Linked DNA regions of Mus musculus: all the other regions are linked to region 3. A link is a contact called in public Hi-C data. All regions are on one chromosome and are shown on one strand. Each heading gives the region's core, a stretch centred on a gene start, on an enhancer-like site or on the middle of the called end of the contact. The rest is flanking DNA. Distances are from core to core; before and after follow the strand shown.

The links. A called contact is a pair of places that touch in the nucleus more often than the background predicts.
Region 1: a Hi-C map of the MNK3 cell line shows a contact between it and region 3, with 2.8 times the contacts expected there. The contact joins the enhancer-like site here to the promoter of Btbd10 in region 3. A contact is called at or near these places in 5 of 39 promoter capture datasets (the C10 cell line, the HPC-7 cell line, cranial neural crest and 2 more), 2 of 15 datasets of contacts at CTCF or cohesin (CD8 T cells and the NIH/3T3 cell line), 8 of 484 Hi-C or Micro-C datasets (the HPC-7 cell line, the MNK3 cell line, Th2 cells and 4 more), 5 of 115 datasets of contacts at active chromatin or transcription factors (the SCID.adh cell line, T-cell acute lymphoblastic leukemia, embryonic stem cells and 2 more) and 1 of 9 other capture datasets (adipose tissue).
Region 2: a contact with region 3 is called in a Hi-C map of the G1E-ER4 cell line, with 1.4 times the contacts expected there. The contact joins the enhancer-like site here to the promoter of Btbd10 in region 3. A contact is called at or near these places in 5 of 39 promoter capture datasets (the 3T3-L1 cell line, embryonic stem cells, macrophages and 2 more), 2 of 15 datasets of contacts at CTCF or cohesin (CD8 T cells and the NIH/3T3 cell line), 8 of 484 Hi-C or Micro-C datasets (the C2C12 cell line, the G1E-ER4 cell line, cortical neurons and 4 more), 2 of 115 datasets of contacts at active chromatin or transcription factors (the SCID.adh cell line and embryonic stem cells) and 2 of 9 other capture datasets (adipose tissue and pancreatic islet).

The regions. Positions count from the first base shown.
Region 1 is chr7:113,417,508-113,421,713 of GRCm38.p6, forward strand. No RefSeq gene overlaps it. Among named protein-coding and RNA genes, the nearest start is that of Pth, 31 kb to the left of the region's middle. Within about 2 kb of position 2,119, at least 75 of the 459 cell types and tissues checked have an H3K27ac peak or open chromatin away from gene starts, as enhancers often do. A contact at or near this core is called in CD8 T cells, the HPC-7 cell line, the MNK3 cell line and 8 more, where this site is marked.
Region 2 is chr7:113,332,660-113,336,761 of GRCm38.p6, forward strand. It overlaps Btbd10 (BTB (POZ) domain containing 10), which reads right to left. Exons shown (of 11, transcript NM_133700.2): 5 at 2,663-2,859; 6 at 1-236. Among named protein-coding and RNA genes, the nearest start is that of Btbd10, 35 kb to the right of the region's middle. Within about 2 kb of position 1,547, at least 8 of the 459 cell types and tissues checked have an H3K27ac peak or open chromatin away from gene starts, as enhancers often do. A contact at or near this core is called in the G1E-ER4 cell line and cortical neurons, where this site is marked.
Region 3 is chr7:113,367,681-113,371,833 of GRCm38.p6, forward strand. It overlaps Btbd10 (BTB (POZ) domain containing 10), which reads right to left and starts at 1,659. Exons shown (of 11, transcript NM_133700.2): 1 at 1,519-1,659; 2 at 1,192-1,278.

The sequences.
Region 1 (4,206 bases), core at 869-3,368, 50 kb after region 3:
ACACACACACACACCTCCCAGATGACTCCATTTACCCAAGCCCTCTCTTCCAGTCCAGCTCCTCCAGCTTCTATTAGCATGCCATATGTATCAATTTTCTAGGGTGCCATAATGAAGTGCCAGAAACTTAATGGCTTTATTTTATCACAAGGCTTATACTGTCTGGTTTTGTGGGTCAACTTGACAGAAGCTAGATATAGAAGCTAGAAACAGAAGCTAGGCATTCAGAAAATGCCACCATAAGACCTATCTATAAGGCATTTTCTTAATTAACAATTGATGTGGGAGGGCCCAGCCCATTGATAGTAGGTCCATTCCTGGACTGGTGGTCCTGGGTTCTATAAGAAAGCAGGCTGAGCAAACCAATTAGCTCCATGGCCTCTGCATCAGCTACTTCCTCCAGGTTTCTGCCCTGTTTGAATTCCGGTCCTGACTTCCTTTTGTGATGATCAGTGATGTGAAAGTGTAAGCCTAATAAGCCCTTTCCTCCCAAACTTGCTTTTTGGTCATAGTGTTCATCATAGCAATAGAAACCCTAAGACAGGCTAGGAAGCTGGAAGTAAGAAGTCAAGGTAAATACAAGACTGTAGTCCTTTGGAAGTCTATCAGGAAGGATGCTTTCTTGCCACATCCTAGCTTCCAGTGGTTACAGGCAAGCTTTAATGTTCTTCGAGTTAATTGACATCACACACATCTTTGTCTGTATTTTGAGACAGGGTGTTTTTTTATATCCCTGTCTGTCCTGTAATTCATTATGTGGATCAGTCTGGTCTCAAATGCACAGACATTCATCGGGCTCTGCCTCTGAGTGCTGGGATTAAAGATGTGTGCCACCATGCCCCTTCCCCTCTTCTCATAGTGTCCAATCATATTAATTTGACTTCATCTTCATAGTTCTTTATTTTTTTTTTTAAATGATGCTCACGGTTTCTTAGGTGAGGGATTCTGCATGTCTTCCTAGAGAAAAAATTTGACCTGTTGCAGTTTCTAATAAGACTTGTATGTGAAGGGGTTAAGTAAAGAAACTGAAAAAAAAAAAAGGCCATTGCATTAGGGGAGAGAGAAATATACAGAGGCATTGGAAGAGTTCAGAACAGAGAGAAAAAGAAGCAAACTGGACATGGCCAGGGCAGGTGAAGCAGGATAACAGAGAATAGCATGTTGTAAGAAGGATGCATAGCTGCAGGGAGAGAAGCCGGGTGATCTGGAACAGACCTGGGAGTTTGAGGCAGATGTGAGGGAGTGAGAGGGCCAAGCATGCTAGCTAGCAAGGGGTATTTGAACTGTATTTTGAGCACTTGTGACTAGGGACTGTAGGTGCCTGGAGGCTAGCATGGGCTTTGATGTGCTGATAGACACCACAGATATATGTCAATGGAGAGCTACTGGTCCCTTCTGCCAGAGGCAAGGGAAGTTGTTTCTTTTGGGGGGACAGAAAACCTGTTGCCCACATTCCTGAGAACAATGGCTCTTATCTAACCACCAGAAATCCTTCTATAATCCAGTTTGAATTGAGCCCAAACTGCCATTTCAGAACATACAAACTGTCTGGGATCTAACACTTCTCACCTCTGATCCTTGAAGCCTCATCTCTCAACTTAGTCAGTTACTCTAATATGTTGCTGAATCTGATTTGTTTTTGAGATAGAGTCTTGCTATGTAACCCAATTCAGTTTAGCCTAATTTCCTCTTTTATTTCTCTCCCTTCCTGCAGCTCCAGATAAAGTAGTTCACTGTGGGTCTCCTGTCTCCTGGAGGGGGGAGAGGAGGGGAGTGTCATTGGCCACTAGCCCTCGAGGGGAGGGCAGAGCAAGCAGAAGCTGTGAGCAGATTTTTGACTATAGTGAGCATGCCGGAAGCTCTTCCAGAGACAGCTTCAGTGAGACAGCTCTAGGGGATAGGTTACTGTTCCAGGAGTAGGGTATGTAATGGATCTTAAGAATTCAGGTGGAAAGGTCTAATTGGTGATAACACAGTGACTAATTATCATATGGGTGGGAAGAGTTGATTGGTCATAACACAGCACCTAATCATCATACAGGCAGGAAGCTAGCTGAGTCATGCACTCGGTCATTCTTCAGATAAGATCAGACATCTGTGTTCAGACACACTACAAACAAGGTTAGGCAGAGAAAGAGAAGCCCCACCCCCTTGTTGGCATTCAGTCTAGGCTCCGTCCCACAGTGTGCCTGAGTCACTATAAAAGGGACTGCTTGCTCCCTCCTCTCACCCTCTTGCTCTTGTTCTCTTCTCCCCTTGCCCTCTTTCCCCTCTCTCCCCATTCCTCTCCCTGCTCTCCATGTGCTCATGGTTGGCCTCCACTCCTCTACTCCCTCCCTCTCTCTTTCTCTACCTTTGTCTCTGTTACCCCCTCAACTCCCCTCCCCATGCCCTGAATAAACTCTATTCTATACTCTACCATCATGTGACTGGTACCTCGCAGGGAAGGGATGCCTCAGCATGGGCCCACAGAGGTACTCTCTTCCTCCACGCTATACTGCGCCTCTACTAAACATACTCCTGGCATCTCTTTCTTTTTATAAAACACCACACCCACTGAAAAGGGGGGTCCGCCATTTTGCACCAAGCTTGAAGACATAGTGGACATAGTGGACTATTATATAAATAGTGGACTATTATTATAAATAGCAGGGTTCTCCAATAGTGCATAGTCATACATACAAACCAAACACTTATATACATAAAATAAATCATTTTTAAAAGAGGTTCAAGATTGTTCTTGGCTACCTAGTGAGTTTGAAGCTAGCCTTGAGGCTAGCCAGGACTACTTGGGATTAAGTCCCCCAAAAAACCCAACTTTTTAATTTTTTTGGTGAGACCTACTGTGAAATTGGCTCTGTCAAGATGAAGTTGTGTAATTCCTTCCCAGCCATCAGCTATCAGAAACTCATTGAAGTGTATGATGAATGTGAACTTTGTACTTTCTATGATAAATACACAGCCATAGAAGTAGCTGATGGTTCTCTGGGGAAGAGTGGAAGGGTTATGTGGTCCAGATCAGTGGTGGGAATGGCAAGGTTTTCCCATGAAGCAAGATGTCTTCACTTGTTGTACGGTGCACTTGCTCTTGAGTAAAAGGAAATCTTATACACCAAGGAAAACTGAAGCAAAGAAGTACAAGTCTGTTCCGATGTCAATCTGGATAGTCTTGACTTAATTAATGGAAAGAAGGAAAGGAACAGAGAGAGAGAGAGAGAGAGAGAGCAAGCCATTTCTGAACTGACAGGTACTAAGGTGCTTTGAATGTTGGAGCCCAAAAGAACTAGCAGAAGCCCAAAACTTCAGTCTCTCTAAAGAGGATAGCTGCGATCAGAAAGCCCTTAAACAAAGAAGGTGAGAGGCCTAGAACAGAACATCCAAGCAAGATTCCATGTGTTCTGCAAAAATAACACTGGCATATTGCTCTGAAGAAACAATACACTGAGAAAAATGAGGGGGCTGCAGAATAAGCTAAACTTTTGGCTGAGAGAATGAAGGAAGCCAAAGAAAAAACCAGGGACATATTGCCAAGAGACTTAGGCTGTTCTCCCTGAGAGCTTTTACTTCTAAGTCTGAGTCCAGTCAAAAATAAGTCTTTAAGAGTAACTAATAAAGGATCAGCTCTTGAAAAAAAAAAGTCATTACAAACTATGGTATGAGCCACCAAGGCATTAGATTTGGAGTTACATAGGGAAAAAAAGGCTACTTGAGAAAACCACGATGCTCTATATAGTGTATCAGGATGATTCTCTTCTAAGGGTGTGCCATTTAGGCCAATGGTGAGCGTGGGAATGGAAACAGAGTAAACAGGGAAGGGCCTGGTGTTGTGTAGAAAGCAGAAGGCAGGCCAACCTGAATGAGGCTTAATGAGAGGGAAAGTTGGGCTACTTCATGTTGGCCACTGTAAAGGCTCTAAAATAATTTGTTTAGCTTTTGTCCCCTGTCCAGTCCTGTGTCAGTCATGTACCTTTTTCTGAATCAATGAATCACTGTCATTAGGATCTCTGCCCTTGGCTGTATCTCTAGGGAACCCAACCTAACTAGCCTGTATAAGAGTGATGACTGCTAATAGCATTCTTGATCTGTATAATTTTACCATGTCTTACTTTTAATTTCTTAGGTGAATTAGTTTGTTTCTCCTGCTTGGACTTGAGCTGCTGTCAATGACATACAGGAGCCTAGATAGCCAGTGTCATTCTGTGTTTG
Region 2 (4,102 bases), core at 297-2,796, 35 kb before region 3:
AAATCTGGTGTTATCCACTATCAGAGTCACTCGCTCAGATGTCCTCACATTCCGAGCCCCTTCTTTCGCATTCTCATACACAAACACCATCTCCCCAGATGTTTTACAGCTACCATCTGAGCTTGACTGGCTGCTGTTCCTGCTACTGTTCCCAGCACTGCTCATGGAGCCATTTGGGGATGCTCTTTGAGGACGAGGACTGCTTGGACGAGAAGAACTATGGTCTTTTTCTCGTTCTGAAATAAAAATATTAAAGTCATACAAATTTTCTTTAAAAAGATTTGAGCCAGGAGGTGGTGTCACACACATTTAGTCCCAGCACTAAAGAGGCAAAGGCAGGCAGACCTCCATGAGTTCCAGGCTCACCTGGTCTACAGAGCAAGTTCCAGGACAACCAGGGCTACACAGAAAAACCCTATGTTGAAAAAAAAAAATTTGAGAACTGAATCTTCTAAAATGTCTGATAAAGAAAAGTTCATTTAAATTGCAGAATTTTTCTATTTCAAATACCCTTTTCAACAAATCCACGAATAAAACCCAAAACATAAAAATGTTTTTTAAAATATTCAAGCTAATTGATGTTGACCCAGCCAAATATCAAAGTTAAGGTAAATCTTTCATTATCATTCTACTGAAAAATATGCAAAAATCAAAATATTCTTTAAGTCAAATAGATGTGAAAAATCAGTGAAAGGTTAACTAGAATATCAAATTTGACAGAGCTATTTTGGTTTCTTTTTGTTTTTGTTGTTGAGACAGGGTATTGCTACATGGCCCAGGCTGGTCTCAAACTCATGACCTCCACTTCAAGGTACTAAGCTTCCACATGCCCCCACTCTTCAGCCTGAGAGCAACAATTTAAAATAGTTCTAATTACTAAAAAGGGTTACCATTATACAGAACCTGAAGTACAACTGTAGAAATATGTTGTATTAATAACATCACACTGAAATCAGTAATTTTTCTCATAAAAAGGAGATCTGGAAAGAAAAAACTCAGCAGGGACAATAAGAAGTAGACAAACAAACAAAACCATAAAACTTTAATGACTACCAAAGAATTAAGCAACACATGGTATACTGCTTCTTTTCTGTTTGTTTTAGGCGGGGGCCTCATGAAGACAGGTTGGCCTAAGATTCACTATGTAGCTATTGATAACCTCCTTAGTACTAAGATTCACTATGTAGCTATTGATAACCTCCTTAGTACTAAGATTCACTATGTAGCTATTGATAACCTCCTTAGTACTGGGTTTACAGGACTGCACCACTCTGCTAAGCTGACACATTTTTCTTCCAAACCTCACCTTTTTAAATTATTATCTATTATCTATTATTTTTATTGACAGAAAATATTGTTAAACTTTTCTTTAGATGTTCTAATACCCTATAAAAGGGAAATAAAGATTGCATGGTAAGTTTTATTTCAAGGCTAGATTGCTAAAATTTAAAGGTGACCTAAAAATGTACCTCTGTCTCATCAGTTTTTGCCAAATTTTATGACTCAGGTTACTTAGAACACTCTGTACAGCATGCTGATTGTATAATTAGGCTGGCTATAGCTCCAGAGCTGTTCTGACACCCTCCTCCTTTAATTCCTGTTTCCACAAGGCTGGCAGCATCCTGAAAGCAAAATTTACTGGAGTGATAAAATAACTGTATTCTGTTCTCATTTCTCAGAGACTCAATGAATCATGGAAGAGACTATTAACTCTTTTTGTTACTTCCATCCAATTTTTGCATATGATTGACCTTGTTAGATATTGTCAACCTCTCTGCCTAGTAAGACCTAACTTAAATGATTCTGAGTTGCCTCAAATTATCAGATACTATCAAATATAGTTAAGTCAATTTAGGAGTGGAGCCTGCTAGGGATTCAAAGAGTCTTGCAATGCTTAATTAGTACTCTACCAGCAAACTATATATATATATATCTGCAGTCTAAATATGTTCTCACATACACAGGTGGTAGAGTCTGAACCCAGGGCCACATACATGCTAAGCACAGATGATCACAGAAGAAGCTATAAATCAACCCTAAATCAAAGTTAGTTATTTATACCTTTCCTATGAGGAAGTTAAAAAAAAAAAACTCAACATTTCCATACTGCTTAGGCACATTTATGTACTTCATAGTGATACAGTGTGTTGTCCTGGGCTAACAGTGCTGCTCATGTATGAGGAAGGAAGGAAGGAGAAGACCCAAGATGCTAACAAAGTATAACATATGCCTCTTTTGTCTATTTTTATTATTAAATTTGAAAATCTGTCAAAAATCAGAACAAATAATCCCACAATGGTTATTCTTTTACACTGTTAGAATGATTAACCAGAGAAGTCTAGCTATAATTTGCCTTAATATTTTATAATAAGCCACTGTTATTAGATAAAAATTAACTTGAGAATTTTCTCTTAAAAAAATCTGTATTATCACAGCTTCAAAAGCTTTTCATGGTATTTCTTTTATAAGATTGCTCCTAAACTTAAAACATACCTCTATGCTTGATTTATAAGCTGTCTTTTTAAGTATTAAGATTAGCTAAAATACGAATGACTGAATTACAATAAAGAAGTGAAGTGTTATGCACAACTGAATATGATCACAATTGTAAAACGACTGCTGACTGCTGACAGGACTGGTGGGGTAAGACGACCTTACATACCAATATGATGCTGCCTTGTTGGTGAAGTCACATTTCGAATACAAGGAGTAAGCTGAGACTCTGCTCTCTCATGAGATGAATCTCGTGATCTGTCACTTGACCGGCGTCTATCTCTTGATCTCTCATGGCCCCCACTAGCACCATGCAGACTCATTTTGGTGTGGTCGACTCCTCCCTTAGCAACACGTGAGGCAGAGCTGATAGGTTAGAAAAGAAAATTAATCATAAAAGCAGGGAAAAAAAAGGATAGCAAAATATTTTAAGTGAAAACATGCTTTAATATACAACTGATATTTTAAAGCACAAAAATCAAATATTACTTTTTGATTATGAAATCTGATTTACCTTGAACCTTTATGTTTGACAGATTCTGGAGTATATGCTTATAAAAAAACATATTTAATGTTTTATAGATGAAAAAAATTAAAACCCCAAAAGGTTAACTATTTTTTGTCTTGTTTTATAGAGACAGACTCTCTCTTGCCACCCAGTACTGGTACTACAGGCATTCACAATCATATACAGCACAACCTGACTTCTAAGATACAAATAAGCTTAGTAACAGGAGTTATACAGGTATTTTAAATTTATTCATAATGGGATCTTAGATGAACAGAGCACCAAATTCCAAAACACTAAATAAAATAAAATAAAAATTGAGGTTTGAGTAAAATAACTGGTCTCCTTATCAAACAAGTCTCCAAGCAAACATTTAGAAAATTTTTATAAATGTATTATTATGACTATGTTATTACAACTTTTATTTTACTTTCTGATTATAAAAAATGAGAGAATTAAAAAAATTCAGGAAATGTTACATAGATTAAATTCTACTGTGAGAGGTAACTGAAAACACTGTCCTTTAGCTAAAATAGTCTAGTAACAGAATTCACTCCCAGTATTATTAAATATGCACTCTACAGGCAAAATGATATGTTAAATGACAATAGTGTTAAGATCTAATATTAATATTAACATATGTTCTTATCAGTTTAAATACCAATAAAAAGCTTTCTTGAGCTTATCAATGTAGCAATAATACATTATTAATACATATACTGAGAAGTATAAATAATTCACTTCTAGATGCAAAATATGTACATCACAAATATATAACTACTGATTGAGTGGTAAGACAACAAATGCTTTAGAATCTCAAAAGGTGAAGACAAAGCCAATGGATAAATCAACCCTAAATCAAAGTTAGTTATTTATACCTTTCCTATGAGGAAGTTAGGGGGCTAACTTCGGCTTTTTGAATAAGAGCATTCACTGGCTTACCAAGCCTGACGCTCTGAGTCTGATCCTAGAAACTACATGGTGGAAGGAGTGAAGCATGTCCTGCAAAGCTGTTCTCTCACCTCTGCATGTGAGCACCACAAAAACAACGCATAAGGTTGATGAATGTAATTAAAAATTTAGATTAGATTTTGTCACAAG
Region 3 (4,153 bases), core at 409-2,908:
GTATCTCCAGTTCAGTTGTACACTCCATGAGACCATTTAAATGTAAATGGTCACAAAGCAGACCACAGTTCTTTGTGATTTCATTTAATGTTTAAAAAAATACACAAGTCTTTGTGAAGAACAGAACAAAATTCAGACTTGTGGGAGGATAATACAGGAGGTAAAAAGCCTACCTGGAAGTTTGAATAGTGTGAAAAAATGTCTAACAAGCAAAACATCTCGCAGAACTTTCTGAACTCCGTTGCTCTGGGTCCTAACCACCCTCATGTTCCTGAAGCTTCCTTCTTACCTTTTCTCAACCCATAAGAATAAGCGCTGAGTACTAACCTCTGTGTTAGAAAAAACGATTAAGCCTAAAATCTCCAAAATTAACTGTCCTCGAAAACTATATTAACTCATCTTTACCTCCCATTTAGTAATTTTCCAAGTACTTTCTACTGCTTTCTGCTTAATATTCAGCATCAGTCCTTGGTTCAATGCCCACGGTTGAGTTCTAGATGGACTCTCCAGCGCAGAAACTTGTTCAGTCTTTACATTCACATGTCTTATTTTATCTTTCCATCCAATTTCTACAGTCTATTTCATTCAAAATTCATCCCTAAACCCCTCTCTAAAAAGTTTGGATCAAATTGGGCTGGTGGGGCAAGAGAAGAGTGGGAGGCAGGCAAGAACAGAAAGAAACCCAACTGCCAATCAATACACTGTACTGCTTCATTCAGATTGTTAGCTGAAATAAAAAGCGTGCAGACTCTTACATGGCTATAAAATAATTTCCTATACTAAATGCACAAAGTGGAAAACTTTTTTATAGCCTGGTCGTGGACTCCAAATACCAATAAGAGGCTAAGACTCAAAATTTTAAAGAGATAAAAAAAAAAAAAAAAAAAAAAAGACATGGGAACCCGGGAAAGACCGAGGTTAGGCACAGCACACTAACCCACATTGACAAACTAAGTGAAATCTCAGGTCCCCTCCAGCCCATACCCCAAAATCAGGGGTGTCAGAGGGCTTGTGACTCACAGAGAATAAATCTGAACCTTTTCTGGGCAAGTTAGAGTGGGAAACCAAGCTTTACCCTCGTTGAAACGGTTACAGAATAAAAGCACACAGCAGCACATCACAGGTGTCTCATCCTCCATCCAAAGGGCAACTCCCCCACCACCTTATCCCCAAACTGGGAGCCTTACTCACCGCCCTATTGTGATGCGCCTTCTTCGGTTTGTCGCCGCGGTGACCCAAAGATGACAGGAAAGGGGCGGGGCACTGGGTTACTCTGCCCTGGAAAGGAGGTGTGAGAAAATAGCTTTTTTTCCCCTGGGAAAAGGCCTCCAGACTCCTAACCCAAAAAGCAGCTCCCTTCCCCGCCTCTCCGGACCCGGTGCTCAAGCGGGCAGCCCCGAGCACCGCGCCCCACGCTCCTGGAGCCGCCGCCAGCCTCCCGGAGCCCGGTTCACAGCAGCTAGCCTCGCCCTCGGCTTCCACTACAAACCCAGCCGCCCGCACCCGGCCCGCTCCAACCTGCTGGCCCCTGAGACGTCCACCGAGGGTCTTGGGGAAGAGCTCCAAGAGAGAGCGACGCTCCGCTCCCTCCGCCCACTGAACCGGACCCCTCCGGTGCTAGGTGTGAGGCGGCCGCTCCACCGGCTGCGCCTACCAGAGCCGCCCCGGCAGGTTGCAGGCCGGCTCCTTAGCTGCTTCTCGCGAGACTTCGCATTAGGAAGAGGTGAGGCGAAGCGAGTTCTCGCGCGAAGGACGGAGCTCCTCCCACAGTAGGCGTGTCACCGGGGCACTGAGAGCCTGAGTAGTGTCTCCGCGGTCTCGGTTGGCAGTGCTGTCCCGTAGCTTCCCCGCGAGCGCTTCTCTGCGCGGTGAGCCAAGAGCAGTCTCAGGCCACCTCCACACCTCTGAGCACACCCTCACTCCACGCTTCCTGTCACCGTTAGGCAAAAGCCGGACGGCGTCTCCGGGCCAGTAAAAGCAGTGCCTGGGAGTCTTCTTCTAGGAGAGCGTTTCTGTCAGCAGGGCGAACGCCCGGGTCGCCTTCCTCCGCGGGGTCCGCGAGCTGGTACGGGCAGCACGAGGCGTTGGCAGGCGGTGGTCCGGAGGTCGCCGCTTCCCCGCGGCCGCCGCTTGGTTTGCAACGCTCTGCTTGGTTTGAAACCCTCTGTTGTTGGCGGGAACCGGTGCACCAGCTGACACGCCTGCGGTGGCGCCACCTCTGGGACGCGGAGAATCAGCTGAATGGGTTGAGTTTCTGGCGGGCAAAAGCTCGCCAAAGTAGCACTCCGGTGTCACCGAACCCACCGTGTGCCTGATGGGAGGCTCTAAAAGAGATGGAAAAGTGAGGAAGTCACCTCCCCGGCGCTCAAAACTCTCCCCTCCCGGGACTCAGACCCACAGAGGAACGGATAATCCTCTTTATGCTTGCTACAGAACATACTCCCCTTAGTGAGTGAGCTGTAGGAGCTGATCTGAGACAATCCTGTTGAGAACCCCTCAGTGCAGTTGCTCGCTCCTCTGGTCTTGGGATTGCGAAGGGTGGCAGAAGCTGAAAGATTGAGTTCCAGGTGTTTCTGGGCTAACGTGAGATCTCATCTCAAAAAGCAGCCCTCCACTAGGGAGTGGCATTTGAGTCCAATTTTAAAGATCAGTAGAAGTTCCCCCATTTTGAGAAGAGAGGGAAGGGCATAAACAAAACCCAATACATGTTTCAGTATTTTGGTAAGAAAACTGTTTTGTGAAAAGAACTTTGTTTAAAATCTAGTTACTGTAAGAAAAAATTCCTTGGGTCCCATATGTGATACCACGTGTTTTTCAAACCAACATTTATGCTAAGTAAATTATCATTTGAAGTGGAAAACTGGTAGCAGGCATACTTTCCTCCTGAAAATGCTTAAATATCAGAGACCAAAGGAAGACAAAGATTATTGTTACATAGTGTACACGTTTTTTTATAGCCAACATTCTACATTCTTGGAAATTGCTGAAAATCTTAAAAACATTGTAAAAAGAGCAAGCTAATGAGGCTTGAATATGAATAATGTTCAAAGAAACCTCAAGGAAACCCTCAACAATAGCAAAGTCCTCCCCAATCTTGATACAGTTTTCTGTAATTTATCTCAAATAAAGTAACTGTAGCACAAGTTGGGGGTAAAGATCAAACTGGATTCTTCATTCCCTTATGTCTAAATTGAAGCTGTCATTTTTCTAATGAAAGGTTTTGACCAGGCCATGGTGCATGCCCTTAATCCCAGCACTCAAGAGGCAGAGGCAGGCAGTTATGTGAGTATGCAGTTGCATATGTGTGCATGCTGTGGAGGCCAGAAATTGATGTTGGCATTTCCCAGTAATCCTCCACTGTATTTTGGGAGACAGTGTCCCTCACTGAATTTGGAGCTCTTAAATTCTGCTAGGCTGGCTAGCCAGCCAGCTCCAGGGATCCTCTTGTGTCTGTTTCACCAGCACTGGTTAGGAACTCAGTTCCTAGTGCTTGTGTGGCAAGCACTTCATCAGTTGTGCAAATCTCACAACCTAAATAACCTAAGTTAATTGATTTTTTTTTTGTTGTTGTTGGTTGGTTGGTTTGATTTTTGAGGCAATCTCAAATACTTCTAGCCTAGGCTGGCCTAAAATGCACTATATAGCTTAGCTCAGGTTAGCTTCCAACTTGAAGTAGTTATTCTGCCTCAGCCCTCTTGAGTACTGGGATTATATCTATGACCAATTGAAATCTATCCCAAATCAAGGTTCTTTTATTACACTGCAATCCTAATTGCTAATATTAAATCTCTAAGTCACACTTGTCACACAGCAAAAATGAGCTACACAACAGAAAAGAAAAAAAACAAAAAACGTCCAGTGTTGTGTTTTATAAAAAAGAAAGAAGAAAGAAAGAAAGCCAGCCAGCCAGCCAGGAATATTCTTGGCCAGGGATCTATATGGTGAGGTAGAAGGGGGGTGCCTCTGTGGGCCCATGCTGAGTCATCCCTTCTCCCTGAGGTACCAGCTATAGTATAATATATATGGATATAGTATGGAATAGAGTTTATTTAGGGCATGGAGAGGGGAGTTGAGGGAGTAGAGGAAGAGAATGGAAGAGAAAGAGGAGAGGGAAAGAGGCCATCCAGGAACATGTGGAGAGAGCGAGGGAGGG